Regions from separate parts of the Rattus norvegicus genome. Here region 1 is linked to region 2. Evidence: chromatin contacts called from public HiChIP or PLAC-seq data. All regions are on one chromosome and are shown on one strand. Each heading gives the region's core, a stretch centred on a gene start, on an enhancer-like site or on the middle of the called end of the contact. The rest is flanking DNA. Distances are from core to core; before and after follow the strand shown. Region 1 holds the start of Rbbp4 (RB binding protein 4, chromatin remodeling factor). Region 2 holds the start of Yars1 (tyrosyl-tRNA synthetase 1).

Region 1 (2,700 bases), core at 77-2,576, 140 kb before region 2:
AATAAAATACAACCTTGGGCTGTGAACACACCCATACACACGTACTCACGCAGAGAAAAAGGTCTCTCTCGATTACTCTAACATGCTCATACTATTCCACTACTGGGAAAACTCGAGGATAACCCAGAAAACACTTAAAAATACAACTAGCCCACAAGTATAATTTATAATGGTAAACGCTACTACACCACTGAACTATACCCGCAAAGTTAAGTGTGATTCAGGCACACGAGGACTTTTAGGAGAATGTTTGGGGCAGGTAGGGCCTCAGGTTTCTTCATTCTCTAGTATGGCGATCTTTTTCTTCACTTTCCCCCTAAATTAGGTACAATGAGGGGCACACTGTGATTATGCCAGAGCACCTGTGGGGCAAAGAAATGGGTGAGGCAGGAAGCTGCAGGTAGGCAGCCGAGGTTGTCCGAATGTCACAGATGTGAGCCACCTACTCACATTCATACTTTCGATTGACTGGAGGATACTTGTTCTTGATCGCCTTCTGCTCCTCCGTCAAATTGTAATCTCTAACATCTTCCTCTTCTTGAGCCATGATTGCAGATTTGGAACTCTACTTCCGCCCTTCATCAGCCAGACTTCGGCCCTGCGCCATAACTTCCGCTCTACACCCCACCCCTTGGCAGCTGGTCTAAAAGGACCAGGACTCCATTCTGGGAGCTCGCGGAAGGATATTGCCGCTTGCGACTTCCAGTCTAGGTCCTCCCGATTTTATAGCATGTTTTAGAGAGCGGCACCCTATTTCCACACTCACTGCGACTAGTATTCTCAAAGCTGAGGGAGTAAGCTAAATTAGGCACCTGTAAATCTAGACAGTGATGCGTTTTCTCCTCGTCTGGCCTTCGGGGTTGCTAACTAGACCCGGAAACACTTCAATTTTTTTTTTCTACCCTGAAGGTGTTGTTAGCATAACGGCCCTCTTAGGAGCTGGCTGCGCATGAGCTTGTGTGGGGCGAAGGGAGAGGGGAAGGGATCACGTGATCTGCACGGGAATAGTCCGGGCAGGCGGGGCGCGCGCGCAATCCGTGGAAGCCTCTGGACCGTAGTGGGGGGGGGAAGGGGCGGAGCGCGCGCCTCGACCCGCGGAAAGCGACTCTTGAGCGTCTCCATAGGCCGCGACACAGATGCTCCGCCCACCCCTCCGACCCGCGCTTCCTCATTGGCCAGTGTTGGCGCGAAGGCACGCGAGCCGGCCCCCCACGCACGGGCCGCAGGAAACAATAGAGGCCGCGCGCGCGGAGCGAGCGCTCGTAGCCTCCCCGCCCCTCCTGCAACGCACGACCCCGGGATCCCCCAACCCCTCCCGGCTCTCCTGCCGCCATGGCTGACAAGGAAGGTGAGTGTGCCGAGGCCGGCTCGGGAGGGTGCTGGGTTTCGGGGCTGTGTCGTGGCCTGTTACGCGGCCTAAGACGGAGAGAAGGCCCGACTCTGGCGAGCCTAGTCCCAGTAACTCCGGCCTGAGGAATGAGCTCCCAGCCGGGCGGGCTAACGGCGCGCCGGCTCCTCCGGAGCGGATGCCCGGCGACGCCAGGTCTCGGGCCTAGGCGAGTACGACGTTCCCTGCCAACCCCTCTGCCTGTCGGGACTCGGGGCGTCGCTCCCCAGCCCCGGGCTCGATGCGCAGGCCTCCTCCTGGGTTTCGTGGACTTGGCGCGCGCCACCGTGCTTCGAGGTTGGACAGCATCGCCCCAAAGGAGTAACGGAGTGTCCGGCTGGGTGGCCCTAGGACTTCCGGCCCGTGGCGGCCGAGAACGGCATTAGTGCCTGCGACCTAGGAGATTAAGACGAATCTCCATTTCGTTGTCAGAACCCGGGCGCCGCGCCGGTGGCTTTGGAGAGGTTTGTTCGCTTTCCGTTTGTGTTTGCTAACTTAACTTGTTTTTTAAAAACGTTTTAGCGGCCTTTGACGACGCGGTGGAAGAACGTGTGATCAACGAGGAGTACAAGATATGGAAGAAGAACACCCCATTTCTTTATGATTTGGTGATGACCCATGCCCTGGAGTGGCCCAGCCTAACTGCCCAGTGGCTTCCAGATGTGACCAGGTGACGAGAATATCTTGAATATTACTTTGGTAGTTGATATCTTTGTTTTCTTTTTTTCCTCCTGTCACTCTAGGGGTAGGGGGGCATAATCAGAGCCTATGGGTCGTATTTATTTTCCTCGACTAAAAACTAAGGTCGAGAGCATAAGATTATTTTGTAATTTATCCTGCAAGAGAAAACATGCATTTTTGTTGTTGTTGTTGTTGTTGTTGTTGTTGTGTTTTTGTTTTTCCCTCGGCAGTGAGTTGAATAGCCATCCTTATAACTGGGGTTGGTCATGTAATATAAAGCTTGACAGTTTCCAGAAGGTATTCTGGGTTGTTTATTCAACCAAACGTGTGATTTCTCGACATTTATGATAGCCAGGTTCTTAAATAGTAAGATAAATCTCGTATCTGCCTAGCTGAAGTGGGGGGCAGGTGTTTTCAGCAGTAATGTGTGAGGTTTTCAGTAAGTAGATAGGTAAGGCCAAGAGGGCTGGGGGTTGTACTGTTTAGTGATTGAGCACCTACTGGCAAGAACTTTGATCGAAGACAGCACAGAAGGTTGGGTTGTGGGGGATGGGGCGGGGGGGGGGGATGAGACCCTCCAGTGAACCTGCATACACAGAATGTTCTAACCAAGGGGAATGTCTGTCACCATG
Region 2 (2,700 bases), core at 176-2,675:
ATCTCATCTTAACTGCCCAGGAACGGCATACACTTGGGGACAGAAAGCAGATCAGTACTTGGGGGATAAGGATGAATAACGAGGTGGTATAGCTAATGGTACGAGTTTTTTCTTCCTTTTTCACTGAGGCAGGGTCTTGTGCAGACGGAGGTGAGTTTGAATTCAGCTACGTAACCGAAAGTGGCCTTCAATTCTGGATCTTCCTGCTTCCACTCCCGACAGCTGAGATTACAGGCATGTGCCACCATGCTCCGGTTGGTTCACATCACTCTGGGGGGAGGCTTGGGAATAGAAACATTCTAGAACTTTAACCTTGTGAATATACAAGAACTGACTAAAATGTACCCTTCAAAGAGGTGAACGGTCTTAGAGCCAGGGTCTTCGTATAGAGCTCTACCTAGCCAGGAACTCATTATGTGAACAGGGCTGGTTTCCAAGTTGCAGTTATCCCCCTGTCTCTGACTCTCAGATATTGAGATTACAGGTAGCATGTACCAGCACACCCAGGATAGGTAAATTAAAAAGCTTGGTGGGACAACCGCCTTTAGCTTAATTCTAGTCCAGTCTTTATCTGGCTTGTAAAACAAAGTTTACAAGGCCTCATGACTTGGCTTCTACCTGCCTCTCCTAAAAGCACAAATCAGAGACAGCGATAGGTTCTGTGGAGGTACATCTGAGGCCCAGCAGACAGGGATGGAGACAGCTCTGGTAGGGAGGTTTTTTTTTTTTTTTTTTTTTTTTTTAATGCTTAAGGAAGGCCTTTCTCAGAAAGTTCCTATGACCTGAGTTCTGAAAAGTAATGGGAGCGAGCGGGCTGGCTGAAGAGATGGCTCAGAGAAGGCAGGAAGGTGAAGTAATGAACACTATGGTGGCTGGGTAGCACTGTGCTCCCTCTACTCCAAGTAAATCAGACTTCTTGGAGAAAGAACATGGCCCTGATTCCCTAGAGTCTAGCAATGTTCCCGGAATGTAATAGGATGGGTAATATGAGGTTCCCAGCCCCAGAATGACTATAGTACAAGATAAGGGTACACAGAGTGAGCCCGTTGTAGTTTCTTTTGCACCCTGAGAATGGGTGCTTGACTGACTTAGTGATCAACTAGCAGAGAGGGCCTTAGAGCCGCCCAGGGACGGAGACCGCGGCTCCTCACATTTAAGGATCGGTCTCGGGAATCACGGAAATCAGTACCCAACGGTGCATCCCAACCCCAAGGCCCGACCTGCAGGTTCCGGGTGATAAGGTGTAGCTTCTCCTCAGGGCTTGGAGCATCCCCCATGGCTCCGCTCTCTCGGTTTCCCGCGCTCAGCCGGCACCCGCGCCCTTTCCTCGTTCGCCGCCGTCTCCGCGTGCCGGGAACTGTCACGCTAGTCCCGTCAGGTTGCATCAGCTGAGCTCGTAGCTCCGCTTGATAGGCCTAGATCCTCTCCCTCATCCCCGCGAGTAGCCCCGAGTCAGGAGCAGCAGAGAGCCGAAAGAATCGATGAAACAGGAAGGGGCGGAGCCAGAAAAAACAGTGTAGGTGGGATGGGAGGCGGGGTTAGGAAGGCTGCCCAGGACACAACCCTCTCAGGGGCGGGGCGGTTTCCTGCCAATCACTGTTTGCTTGCCCTCCCCCTGGTGTTGGCCCCGCTGCCTCGGGGTGGGGGAGGTCGTGAAGGGGGCGATAAAATGGCGCAGGGGGCGGAGTGAGGTGCTGCCGCTCGCCCAGGCTTTGGCCCGGCTTCCGGAGGTGAAGAGCGGGAGGGACGAGGGGTCGGCGTCCGTCGTCTAGGCTAGGGGTCGGGGGCGCCTGTTGCTTCTTCACAGGGCCGCGTACGTCGTCTTCCCCCGTGAGGAGCAGGGAAGCTCGTCTCGCTGAGGGAAGGGCTGATTCTCCCTCCTGAGGTGATGGCGGGCGGGGAGGTTGTCCCTGCCCCCCACCTCCACGTCCGTGGGCGAGTGACGCCCCTCATCCTGCTGAGGAGAAGGGAGCTGTCAGGTCCTCGGGCTGCGTGCGAGGTCCGCCGGCCTCGCCAGTGGGGGAAGGGGGTCTTTCTCTCCCAGTGCCCTCGCCACGGGAGGGTGATGTCGCTAGGGAGAGCGGGGATGGCGGGCTTCCCGCGGTGCGTCGTGGCGGGAGAGGGCGACCCACTCCGGGCGACAGCGGGCCGCAGCCTGCTGAGGTGTGGCTGTCGGCGGCTGTCCCCCTGAGGTTGGGTGCACTGGTGGAGCCGGCGGGGACCTGTGTCGCCCCTTGGGGGGGAGGGGCACGGAGGAAACTCGCGCTTCTCCCGCTATCCGCGGGGAGGCGAGAACTCGCTCTCCCGAGTGGGAGGAGGGAAGTGCAAAGACCCTGGGCGCGGCGGGCAGCGTTCCTGAGGGGGAGGCCCGCGGCATCCTTGAAAGGCATCCCTGGGCCATCCAGGGCCGCAGGGAATTCTACAGACATCTCAGCATAAGCCCTGAAGAGGGCCACCAAATGAGGACGTAGTTCACCCGCTGCCTTCATTTTTCATTTTTTTCTCCCCGTGGTTGTTAGGAGCCCCAGGCTTTAATAGACTATTCTTAGAAAAGAAACCTGTTGCTTCAGTTTAGAAAAATCTGCTGCCTGGGCCTGTGTGGGATTTTTGGCTCCCTGGTCTGGAGGAATTGTTACCTAAAGCAGAGATTTCCAGACGGGGTTGTCTTTCCATTTTACAGTGTTTGCTGTTAGCACAGAG

What was found. HiChIP or PLAC-seq counts read pairs in DNA pulled down with a chosen protein or histone mark.
Region 1: a contact with region 2 is called in an H3K27ac HiChIP or PLAC-seq map of oligodendrocytes, with 7 times the contacts expected there. The contact joins the promoter of Rbbp4 here to the promoter of Yars1 in region 2. A contact is called at or near these places in 1 of 12 Hi-C or Micro-C datasets (the A7r5 cell line) and 1 of 1 datasets of contacts at active chromatin or transcription factors (oligodendrocytes).

Annotation. Positions count from the first base shown.
Region 1 is chr5:146,958,127-146,960,826 of GRCr8, reverse strand. Rbbp4 (RB binding protein 4, chromatin remodeling factor) reads left to right here and starts at 1,326. Exons shown (of 12, transcript NM_001107912.2): 1 at 1,326-1,348; 2 at 1,910-2,057. The coding sequence starts at 1,333. Zbtb8os (zinc finger and BTB domain containing 8 opposite strand) reads right to left here and starts at 621. Exons shown (of 7, transcript NM_001399489.1): 1 at 451-621. The coding sequence starts at 547.
Region 2 is chr5:146,818,888-146,821,587 of GRCr8, reverse strand. Yars1 (tyrosyl-tRNA synthetase 1) reads right to left here and starts at 1,425. Exons shown (of 13, transcript NM_001025696.1): 1 at 1,221-1,425. The coding sequence starts at 1,385. It overlaps S100pbp (S100P binding protein), which reads left to right and starts at 1,766. Exons shown (of 7, transcript NM_001134628.1): 1 at 1,766-1,885.